Regions from separate parts of the Sus scrofa genome. Here region 1 is linked to region 2. A link is a contact called in public HiChIP or PLAC-seq data. All regions are on one chromosome and are shown on one strand. Each heading gives the region's core, a stretch centred on a gene start, on an enhancer-like site or on the middle of the called end of the contact. The rest is flanking DNA. Distances are from core to core; before and after follow the strand shown.

Evidence for each region. HiChIP or PLAC-seq counts read pairs in DNA pulled down with a chosen protein or histone mark.
Region 1: a contact with region 2 is called in an H3K27ac HiChIP or PLAC-seq map of skeletal muscle. The contact joins two enhancer-like sites. A contact is called at or near these places in 1 of 5 promoter capture datasets (liver), 1 of 47 Hi-C or Micro-C datasets (liver) and 1 of 2 datasets of contacts at active chromatin or transcription factors (skeletal muscle).

The regions. Positions count from the first base shown.
Region 1 is chr8:83,042,061-83,048,162 of Sscrofa11.1, forward strand. All of the region lies in intron 1 of LOC110262147 (a long non-coding RNA gene), which reads left to right. Among named protein-coding and RNA genes, the nearest start is that of SMAD1, 57 kb to the left of the region's middle. Within about 2 kb of position 2,036, at least 4 of the 83 cell types and tissues checked have an H3K27ac peak or open chromatin away from gene starts, as enhancers often do. A contact at or near this core is called in skeletal muscle, where this site is marked.
Region 2 is chr8:82,937,239-82,943,518 of Sscrofa11.1, forward strand. The region is part of intron 2 of SMAD1 (SMAD family member 1); the gene reads right to left. All of the region lies in intron 6 of LOC102165892 (a long non-coding RNA gene), which reads left to right. Among named protein-coding and RNA genes, the nearest start is that of SMAD1, 48 kb to the right of the region's middle. Within about 2 kb of position 4,278, at least 22 of the 83 cell types and tissues checked have an H3K27ac peak or open chromatin away from gene starts, as enhancers often do. A contact at or near this core is called in skeletal muscle, where this site is marked.

The sequences.
Region 1 (6,102 bases), core at 786-3,285, 100 kb after region 2:
CATATTGTACACCTCCAGTTATTATGTTGTATTAAATGAAAATCACGCTGCAATAAAAGTGATGCAGAAAATACAATATTAAAGCTCTCCTTGCCTTTTGACTTGTCACTGCTATTTTGATGCAAAATTCTTAAAACTGAAAGTAAGTAATAGTAATAGCACATCTATCACTCATATTTGTAGATTCCTGTAGTTAATACATTTTTAATCATCTCAAAGACAGTGATGAAAAGTACAAAATTATTACAGTATATGATATTAAAATTATCAATGATTGTGTATTTATTATATACACACTGACATAATCATATGCATACATACATACTCTTATATGTATAGTCTAAAGATAGGGAAAAAGAGAAACTTTACCACTCTTAAGTCATTTTCTATTGCTAAGGAAGTGCTCATGCAGGCACACTGATTTGGTCTTTTGGGGGCAACATAAACACATTCAGTTAAGTGTCGTGTCTGAAGGTCAGTTAAAGGTATGTTTTAGAAATTTAAAAATGGCCCAAGCGGCAGTACATTGATTTCTAAATATTCTAAAACAGTGTTTTACATGCTTCATTCTTATGCCTTGTGATTTTTTTTTCTTGTCTATTTAACATTTTCCTCTAAATTCACTGTTTTTCTTTTTACTTCAGCTTCTCCCAAGGTTTGTCGTAGTCATGAAGTCATAGGTTTGATATGCTACTCATAATTTTCTAATAGCTATTAAACATACCTAATTGCTAAAGTACAAATATCCATCTGGTTTCACAGTGGCTCACATTCCACTGTCTGAGAAACACTTTTCTCGAGCTTGTCAGCAGAGAGAAATCACAGTGCCTTCTTCCCCAGAGCTGACTTTCTCATAAAGTACACCATCCCTGCTGCGTTAAGGTGGATTTCTCATTTCAGCCTCACCCAGCCAAACAGTGAGACATTTTCCCAGTTTCCAGAATCTGAAATCTTCTGCCCTCACTTGGTAGAATTTACCATCAAACAATCCAGAATACCAGGTCCTGAGACTTTCCCCTTCTTGCTCTCTCTAAAGTCTACCTGCCCTAATTCAGGATCTGTACACTTCACACTTGCCAGCCTACTGCCTCTCCCCAAACCCAGGCAGGGTCCCTATGGCTTTCTCATCCCCAACACCTCCTTTCCCATGGAGCCATTTCTCTAGGGCATATCACAATTTGCTTATCTTACCCATGCCCAGTGTAGAATTAAGAAATTAATGCAACGCTTCTCCCAGGTGTGAAACATTTGCACATGCGTTGATCTTTCTGGAGACCATAATATGGCTCTGAAGGTGGAACTCCAGATATTTTGACGGCCTGTGGTAAGACAGTCTTTCAGATCATCACATCAGGTGTGGTCAGATCCTATCTCCTCCAGGTATTCTGAGGCCTTTGATAGTATGGCTAAGCATGGAATCCTGCCCCAGTGATGTCCCCAAGGGACTGGCTTGGATCTCTTTCTATTGCAAAACTCCCAGTTTTATGCAATACTCTCTCCTGTCAACATGCTCAGAAGATACTGCTCTTTTCGTGAAAATTCAGCATCGCTGTTTTAAAATACTCTTTAGAATAATAAACATTTCCCTAGTATCACATCACTGTCAATATGTAAATGTGTAGATAATAATTAGGTGTCACTTGATGGAATCAACTTTGCCTAACTTTTTTGGGGTGCTTGAAGCACAAAGCTTTCACTCCTGGGATTCTTGTAGACCCAAGTTTTATGCTTGAAGATTAGAAGAACAGCACTGTTTCCTCTATTCATCTGAAAGCTGAAACTGGGACCTGCTCTGCAATAGCCATGTGAAGCTTGAGACAATTTCACATTTATTCTAAGAAAAAGCAATGAAAATATGAGCTATCAGATGCAGCTGGGGGAAACATGATACAGTGCTATCTGTGTCCTTGATCTTTAAATTTGCCTTTATGTGTGTATTTGAGGCTCAACAGCTGCCTCCACACCTAACCCAGGAACTGTTGGTATGTTCACTCCCCCTTCTCCTGGAGGGCGCACCTCCTGGTCTACACATTTTCTTCTTCTCTTCCCGTTGCTGCCAAAAGAACATCCACAAGGGGTGAGAGAGGGCTGTGACCAAAAGGAGTAGGAGTTGGCCCCGAACATTTGACTATTTCTTGGCCTCTGAGAGAGGATGAAACTCTTTATTATGAAGAACAGTAATGTTCTCGCTGCTCCCCTGTCATGAGCAGCTGTGGGTCCGGGGAGCCCTTTCTTTACAGAGGGAACTCTCCCAATAGGTCCTATCACCTTTTTCATCAAAGTACTCAGAAATACGCTCAGATTTTCCTTTCCCAGCGAAAAATGGACGTGTTGGGAATTGTGTAACTTGCTCAGGCACTTCTTTTAGGAAATATGAAAAAGGCTCCCATTCACAACTGCAGGGTTGATTCTCTTTCCTCAAATAGCAACTTGGGGAAATGCTGATAAGATTTATGTCTGTACTCCTAGAGTGCTCTCTCTGAACATTCCACATGTGTGACCTAAATATGAAGCACTGGCATCATTTAAAGCAAATGGGAATCTATCAATCTGTGGCCACATTCTTCATAAGCAGAATTTAAAATCACACCTGTTTATATGTTTTTTCCAAGGCAGTTCTCCTCACATTTTAATGTTTGAGTAAATGCAGTTTCCTAACATATTAGGATTGATCAGAAGTGATGAAACCCAAATTCTTACAGCTCTAGGAAGAGCAAAAAGGCAGCTGTTTCTATTGATTGACACCACGAGGTGTGACATAATGACCTTTCCCCTCAACATGTGCTGTTGCATCAGAGGTCTTCCCAGGTATTACCTGGGCGGGACGCAAATGCTCCTTCATTGTCTTCCTCATCTCAATATAAAGATGCTGGTATTTTTAAAAATTTTTTAATCTAAAAAAAAATTTTTAGGGCTGCACCCATGGCATATGGAGGTTTCCAGGCTTGGGGTCAAATAGGAGCTGTAGCTGCCAGCCTACCCCACAGCCATAGCCATGCTGGATCCGAGCAGCATTTGCGACCTACACCACAGCTCGTGGCAATGCCAGATCCTTAATCCACTGAGTGAGGCCAGGGTTCGAACCTGTGTCCTTGTGGATACTAGTCAGCTTTGTTTCCCCTGGGCCATGATGGGAATGCCTACATTTTTAAAATATAATTTATTTACCCCAATATATCTAAAATGCTGCTGTGGCAACATATAAGCAATATAAAAATGATTGAGATAATTTACATTTTTCTCCACACCAAATCTTTGATGTGTATTTTACATTTACAAGCTTGTTTCAATTTGTATTTGTCACATTTCAAGTGCTTGATAGTCACTGGTGGAAGTGGCTCCTCCACTAGACATCACAGATGTAGGTAATAGCTAAGGTCACCTTCAACTCTTGATGATACCTGTATCATTATTGTACAGTTCACTTTGCCTCAATCTTTTTAAACGGCTAAAGCATAAACCCACATCATGATGAATTAGCCTTTAACATTTTTTTTTTTTAGAAATGAGTGGAAAAAAAAATCCAGCAAAGTCATTCTTCTCTGGTTCCATAGTAAGAGTGTTACCAAGTTCAAGCTTGTACTGTTTGCCACATGACAGGCCAATAAATTGAGAAATGTTAGAGCCAGGAATAGCAACTTTATTTGGAAAGCTAGCAGACCGAGAAGATGGTGGACTCATGTCCCAAAGAACTATCTTGCCTGGATTAGAATTCAGGCTTCCTTTATACTGAAATGGGAGAGGGGCAGTGAGTCAAGTCAAGCATTTCCTGGTTCGGGTCCACCTCTGGAGGGATGTGCTGATTTCTTCCTTCCTGCAGTCATTCTCAGGTGGGCCTGGTTGGGGTGTTCCTGTGAGTTAAACAAAGGTATTTTAGCTTAATGCTCATTACCCGGAGGCAGGGTCCCCAGAAATGGGCTGTTATATATAATTTAAGCTTATAGGCAACATCCCTTTAGTGAGTCACTTGAACTAGAATACAAAGATTCTTCCCTATTACAAGAGAAGGTACCAAGAATTATAGTATAGTAGAGTTCCACTGTGGCTCGGTGGGTTAAGGAACTAACGTTGTCTCTGTGAGGATGCAGGTTCAATCCCTGGTCTCACTCACTGGATTAAGGATCCAGCATTGCCCTAAGCTATGGCATAGGTCACAGATATGCCTTGGATCCAATGTTGTTGTGGCTGTGGTGTAGGCCTTGGCTGCAGCTCTGATTTGACTCCTGGCCCAAGAACTTTCATATGCTGCAGGTGCGGCCATAAAAAGAAAAAATTATAGTATAGAAAGATGTTGGTATTTTGGGGGTTTATATTCTATGCCTGGCACTGTGTTTGGGAGTGGACATGGAAGAGTAAGACAGTTCCTACTCTCAAAAAGATTTCTCTGCCCCCTAGACATCGAAGTCAGGTGTCTGCCGGACCAATTTTTTGAAGGACAAGTTCCATAGTGCAACTTGCAGGGCTGGTGGGGATGCGCGGCAGTATAGGAACAGGGTGTGGAAGGGAGATACAGACATCCTCGTCTCCTACAAGGAAGGCCTAATAACCTCTGGCTCCATTGTAGCAGGCTTGAGTCCTGGTGGGTGGTAAGCCACAGCTGCTCTTCAGTTTGTTTCAGCCACAAGCATTGCCTAGAACTGTGAAGCAAGACGGATCTATCGTTTAGTCTATCACCCATGCCCAAAGAAAGTGTGGTAAGACATATTAGAATATCGGTTTGGATTTTACCTATTGTCTCTCAACTTCGAGCCTACCCTTCTCACGTCTTTCGCAGGGTCCCTGGAGGAAGAATGGTTGTGAGCTCTTTCTTCGATCCCACCGTAATTTCTCAGGAGGTTCTCAGCAGAGCTGGGGCAGGAACAGCTTGTCTTTGGTTGGGTCTCAATGGAGTATTTATGTCTTGCCCTAGAACAGTGTTTCTCAAAGGATAAGTCATCTGCGATAGATTTCTGTTAAAAAAATAAAGATTCGTAGACACACCCAAGTTTGCTGATCAAGAATCCCTAGAAATGGGGTTTGGAATCAACAATTTTAACTTTTTTTTTTGTCTTTTTGCCTTTTCTAGGGCCGTGCCCCTGGCATATGGAGAGTCCAAGGCTAGGGGTCTAATAGGACCTATAGCTGCCAGTCTACGCCACAGCCACAGCAACGTGGGATCCGAGCCGCATCTGCGACCCACACCACAGCTCACGGCAACGCTGGATCCTTAACTCATTGAGCAAGGCCAGGGATCGAACCTGCAACCTCATGGTTCCTAGTCAGATTAATTAACCACTGAGCCACGACGGGAACTCCCAATTTTAACATCTTTTAAGGTCATTCTCTGCCTTACTGAAGTCTGGGGAAAAGTCCACTAAGGAGTGACCAGAAGACACTGATTTGGGTTCAAGGAACTCCATGAATGTATTTAATATTTATAGGAGAATGAAGATGCTTTGAAAGATCCCAGGTTCCCATAATGGAGGAAGACCCAGATGCTAGATGCCAATGAAATCCTTCCATTGGTCACACCAATGAATCACTATTCATTTGATTAAATATGCTTGACTCTTTCAGAATGGTACTTCCTCTGGTGGATTTCAGGAGGAGGCATCAGTCAATTACATTTTGGTGTAAATTAATCTTATTAGGTTCATCTCCTTTAAACAAGAGAATGAGAGAAGAAAAAAAACACCTTGAGAACAGGAGTGTTAGCCTACTTGGTGTGTCTATCATACCTTAATTTATAATATTTTAAATGTAATAAATGTGTGTATATTCCTAAGGCTGTCTGGGATAGTCAGTTTTATATGACAAACTGATGAGGCTGCAGTACCTAGTTATTTAATAAATGACTGACCTAGGTGGCATTGTGAAGGAGTTTTGTACATGTGGTCAAATCAGTTTTATATGTATTTTTTTTTCTTTTTTCTTTTTTACATCTGCACTGGTGGCATAAGATAGTTCCCAGGCTAGGGGTCAAATGAGAGCTGCAGCTGCTAGCCTATGCCACAGCCACAGCAATACCGGATCCAAGCCACATCTATGACCTATGCCACAGCTTGGGGCAATGTTAGATCCTTAATTCACTGAGTGAGGCCAGGGATCAAACCCACATACTCA
Region 2 (6,280 bases), core at 3,028-5,527:
TACTCAAACCAATGTATGGTGACAGAAAGGAGATCAGTAGGGGCCTGGGGATGAGGGCCAGGGTTGCAAAGGTACAGGAACAAGCTTTTGTGGGTGTTGAGTATGTTCATCATCTTGACTGTGGCGATGCTTTCACATGTATGTCACAACTAATCATCCTGTACATTTTATTTATTACTTATTTAGTCTTTTTAGAGCCGCACCCACAGCATATGGAGGTTCCCAGGCTAGGGGTCGAATTGGAGCTGTAGTCACCAGCCTACGCCACAGCTACAGCAATGCCAGATCTGAGCCGCATCTGCGACCTACACCAGAGCTCACAGCAACGTCGGATCCTTAACCCACTGAGCGAGGCCAGGGATCAAACCTGCGTCCTCATGGATGCTAGTCAGATACGTTTCTGCTGAGCCACGATGGGAACTCCTCATACTGTACATTTTAAACCTGTGTAGTTTATTCTAAGCCAATAATTCCTTAATAAAGCCTGTTCAGCAGTTCCTGTCGTGGCTCAGTGGTTAACGAATCTGACTAGGAACCGTGAGGTTGTGGGTTCAATCCCTGGCCTTGCTCAGTGGGTTAGGGATCCAGCATTGCTGTGAGCTGTGGTGTAGGTCGCAGATGCAGCTCAGATCCCACGTTGCTGTGGCTGTGGCCTAGGTCAGTGGTTACAGTTCCAATTGGACCCCTAGCCTAGGAAGCTCCATGTGCCACAGGTGCAGCCATAAAAAAAAAAAAAAAAAAAAAAAAAAAAAAGCCCGTTCAAAAAATAAATGTGAAGAAGCAACTTAAAATTGTCTTTTGCTAATGTACAAAAATGGCTAAAATGTTCTATTATCTATCCTTTTCCAATCCCGTCTTCAACGTTTGGGAACCATGACACTGAGCTTCAAAGCATATCGCATGCCCAGTTAAAAGAGTTTTATCCCACTTTCTCTACTTCTGGGGCTATAAAATGTACATCTCCCAATTCAGAATCCCTGGTTCGCTCTCACAGATACACTAGCTCCTATAGTGAAAACCAAGTGAAGATACCGAAAGTAAAGAGCTGCAGGTCTCGCTCTCAAGTGCTGATGACGTTTAAGACATACGGTGCCTTCTATGGGCTGTTCAAAGTTAATAAGCAGAACTGCAGGTAAAAAATAAACGGATATCCTCTTGGAAGCGGACATTTCTGTCAAATTTACCTAAAGTTCAATTTAAGCCTCTAACAAGGACAGCAACCTGTGCCTCAAACCCTCTCAAATTACCCTCAGAATCTTTCTGAGAGACATTTTCCTGAGATTTCTCAACATTTTCCACCAATGTAAGCATGAGTGACAGAGGCAAGTAAACCTACCTAGGGCCCCAGGGTTTCCAAGGGAACTGAAATTACACTGACATTTTGAGTTATTTTAACCAACTTAAAAACATTTTATGCTCTACTCTTCATTACTTATCAAATATAGAAGCGATATCTTAAATAACTTATAATCAAGTAAAACCGACCCTCCAGGAAGAGGTGGCTGCCATGTTACCTGTGGCTCTGAGTACCTGGCGTGGCACTGCACTGGGCTGGGTGGACGTACCGCAGTTTAAATGTATGGATTTCCTACTTACTCAGCATCACAAGTCTAGCAAGTTACTGTTCGGAAAATTATAGTAAAAAGTGACTGGTACCAGCAAGGAGGGAGGCAGCTAAGGTAATAAACTAGACTCTAGAACTAAGAGTACTTATGTAGAAGCAAGGAGATGTTTGCCCAACTGATTTTTAGGTGATCACCACGCTCTACCGAACACATATTAACACCACAGATATTTACTTGAAGCCTGGAACCATGCTGAGCATATTATCACACTTTGCAAATAAGGGTGCCAGAGGGATAACGTACCTAAGGTCACAGAGAAAGGGTCCAGAGTTGAGATTCAAAACAAAGGCAATGAGCACTCTCAACCACTGAGGTTCTGTCCCGTCTCGATGACTACCTTTCCAAGAATGTTAAATTAGGTCCTGTACAGTTTAAGGGACGGATGAGTAGAATAAATTCCAGAAGTGTTTCTGGGCAGATTAAAGTTAAGGTTACTCAAGTCAAAGGAGAAAACTCCAGGCTAACTGACTAAGTTCAGTTATGAGATGCTTCTAACTCCTTGATGATGCTAATAGGTGAAGGCTGATCCAATCTGACGTGTATAGTTTGAAGAAGTGTCAGTATTCTGGTTTCCCTGGGACAATCCCAGTCTTCCTGGAACAGATGGGATTTTCTTCTTCTTCTTCTTCTTCTTCTTCTTCTTCTTCTTCTTCTTCTTGGCTTTTTAGGGCATAACCCTTGGCATATGGAAGTTCCCAGGTTAGGGGTCGAATCAGAGCTATAGCTGCCTGCCTACACCACAGCCACAGCAATGCTGGATCCGAGCTACTGAGTGAGGCCAGGGATCCAACCTGTGTCCTCATGGATACCAGTTGGATTCGTTACTGGTGAGCCATGATGGGACTTCCTTGGATGGAATTATTAACAGGACACCCTGTCACTCTCAAAAGTGTCCTGGTTTGGGCAATAAACTTTATGGTCATCTGAACTATAAATAATAATGAATTAAATTCAGTAAAGATATGGGTCTGGGGTCTGAAAGTCCAAGAAAGTAGTCACGCGGCAGAGGAGAGACGTGCGGAAGCAAGTTGGCAGGTTAAGCCTCCACACCCCAGCTGCCCTAAGATGACAAGGCTCAGGTGCCTCTCTCTGGGCTGTGTGGCATCCCAAAGGACAGGCTCTGCTCTCTGCCACGTCTCCCCACCCCCACCCTAGTCCTGGCTCCTTCTCTTCAGCAATACTTCAATATGAAGATTTCTACTGGGGACAAGGAAAGAATCAATATGCAGAAGGACGATCTTATATTTAAACAAGCCTATGTGCAATTCTTCCTTCTTGTGTGAGAGGTTGATTATCCAGCTGCAAGAACTAGGATTTGCAAACTGTAGGCCTAACTCAAGTCAGATGTAGGAAGGGGGTGAGGCTGAGGAATGCCTTCCTCTTAATATCTCTTTCCATGTTTCAGTCTATTTCTATCCTAGGGAAACCAGAAACGTGGGAGCACTGACTCTTGTGGGGGCCCTTTTCCTCAGCACACTGATAAGGTCACTCCTACTTGGCAACTTGAGAGAATGACTAAAGCTGCCCTTTAAGGGCTGATCCCAACTGGCTGATTTGAATGATAAGAATCTCCTTTGAAAGAGGAGCCCCCTGTTAGAACCCTTCCTACACACACATAAATTGTTGACTGGAATCATTTAAAAATCAGACTTGAGTCAGTCCTATATTCTAAGAGTTCTAACCCTGGTTAAAGAAAACAAACCAACCCTGAGCTCTGCCACATCACCTCTTCATGTGCATCCTGGGGGCGGAGGGACGCAAGGAGGGCTCTGAGGGCATTCACCATACCTCTCTACCCACTGAAAAATCACTAATAATTGCTGTGTGTCTTTAAAAGGAGGAAGCTTTCTTCCTGCCTTTTCTTGACCTTTTGGGAGGAAAAAAGTCAGATTTCTGCCTCTTTTTTTGGTGATGTAAAACCTCCACTTTTCGAGGCATTTATGCATCTCTTTCTTTAAAAAATGTATCACTTTTCTAGTCTACAGAGAAACTAAACTAACAAGTGTTAGAAGGTATCTTTGTTTTAGGAAACATTTGTGATTCTGAGACTGGACTCAGCTTTTCTGGGTTACCGAGGCACAAGGAAAAGGAATGAAAAAGAAACAGCTAAAATGGGAGGGAGGGGCTGAGTTTTGGAAAGCACTCCCGCACACCCTCTAGATCTGAGACTCTGAATACTCTTTGCAATTCTATGACCAAGTCATCAGTGTAGTCTAGTGACCAGACTAAGGCTGAAAAGGTTGTGATCTGCCAAATGTTCATGAACAAGGTTTTGTTTTTTTGTTTTTTATTTTTCTCAAACAAAACACACAAGAGAGTTCTAATAACAAAGCTACCAGGTCTCTGCCTATGTTTATCCACAGAGACATGATAGCAAATAAGCCAGCTGTGACCCCATGGTACACAAATGCCCTTTAGCTCTGAAGACTCGGAAAACGAATTTAGGTAAGGGTCCAGAGGTCTGAGCTCTAGCTCTGGCTGCAATGATTATTACTTTTGTGACTTTGAGCAAGTCTCTCAGTTTCCTAGCATCTCAAATTCCAAGGGCCTTCCTGCCTGAAGCTGTGCCATCCGCTGACTGCTGCAGCTCCTGCCTTGGGGACATCTGGAGCCTCGGAGTTCAGTGCCAGCCCCCATCCCAGCGGGTTTCAGGTCAGCCAGTGAGGTCACCCATGAGCGGGAAGGTGGCTCAGAGCCAACGCCAACAGGAGGATGGCCTGAGAGTAGGTTCAGCATTTAAAAACAGGTCAGGTGGGGGCAGGAGGAGGGAGAGCAGGCGGCCAGGCTGCCAGAGCAGCTGTGCCCAGGATAGTATCTACCCTAGACAGATGTCCCCAGATACAGTGTGTGTTCAGTGACCTTCTAAACAGAAGCATTTCCAGGAGAGAGTGGAGGAGAGGGTAAGACCACTTAAAAGTTAATAGTATACGCACTCATGAAATAAAATGCCTTACCCTCAAGATACGTCCGAGAAAATACACTGAATGAAGAAAAAAGCGTCTCAGAACCTTCCACGGAGGTTAAATTTTAATGCAAACATAGCCCCAAATCCCTGAGAGGTGGCCCTTTATCTTTCTGCCTGCTTACTGGTGGGGCGGCAGAGGGAAGGTTTGCAGTGATATTAGATAACGTTCCCTGGGTAGCACATACACGCCCATTGAATACTGACCCCGGGCGAGGCTCTGGGTGGGCACGGCAGGTGTAAATGGGCAGCCATGGTCTCTGTGCACGTGGAGCTCACGGCAGATCCCTGAATTCTCTCAGCAGATGAGGAAGCGGGCCCAGCCCAGCTCTGGGACACGTCCAAGGTCACGCAGCTGCTGAGCCGAGGGCCAGAGTTTGGATCAAGGTCTGCTCATAACCACCAGACTACAGCACTCAGTGCCACAAAACTGAAAAGACAGAGTGGAGGTTGCTTTTAAAATTCTCTTTCCAGTCTTCGGTTGAATTTTTTTGAGGGACCATCTTTTTAAAAGTTACTGTGATTTTTGCCTAAAGGTAGCAACTTTGTATTTATTTTTGAGGAGTATATTAATTACTCTTGAGTAGAAATACATGAATGGAAGACAAATATATGAAGAAAAAAAATTTTTTTGTCTTTTTTTTTTTTGTCTTTTCTAGGGCCGCACACCCGCAGCATATGGACGTTCCCAGGCTAGGAGTCTAATCAGAGCTGTAGCCTCTGGCCTACACCACAGCCATAGCAACGCCAGATCTGAGCCAAGTGTGCGACCTACACCACAGCTCACAACAACACCAGATCCTTAACCGACTGAGCAAGGCCAGGGATCGAACCCGCAACCTCACAGTTCCTGGTCGGATTCATTAATCACTAAGCCACGACGGGAACTCCAGCGAAGAAAATTTAAACAGAGAAATGAACTGTATTCAATCAAAGTATCTGCAAAAATCTTCCATTTACCTTAAAAGGGCCTAAATCAACTTCTGAGAACCCAACCTCCTAGATAATCCAGGCCAATGAGTGTCCCTTTTTGTACCACAGACAAGTCCCCTGAAATACATCTTATCTGTGAGATTTATGCCTCCACAGGACATCCGCTAAGACTCCATAACCTACTGCAGATTCCTGTTCCCACCTATCTTTCGGGGTCACTGTCCTTTCAACCCTGCTCTTCACCCAGCTACCTCAAGCTTCTAGCAGTTTCCATCTGCTGGGTCATTCCTCCTGTACCTTTGCTCACTGACATACTTCCAAGTGTCAGTTCCAATGTCATCTTCTCCATGGGGTTCTTCTTGGTTTTTCTCCCCCCTCCCTCTCCAGTGGAAATGAACTCTTTGTGCCCCATTGCGGCTTAAATCATCGCAGCATCTACAACATTTTGTTGCTAATTTGACTTTACTTCCCCCAGACCATAAGCCCCTTGGGAGCAGAACTGAGTTTTCTTTCTTCTGTATCATCCAGTGCTCGGCATATAATAGGTCCCTAATAAATGTTTTCTCAATCAATGTATATTTGTGAATTGCATGACTCTTCTTGAACTGCTTGTTATAAGCTGATCAATATAGATCAGTCTTCCTCAAAGTACAGCCCTCAGGCTTTTGCATCTGAATTAGCCAGACACTTATTTAAAAGGCAGATTCCTGTACTTCACCCCAGACAAAGCAAATCAGACCTCCAAGTCGGGAATATAGGA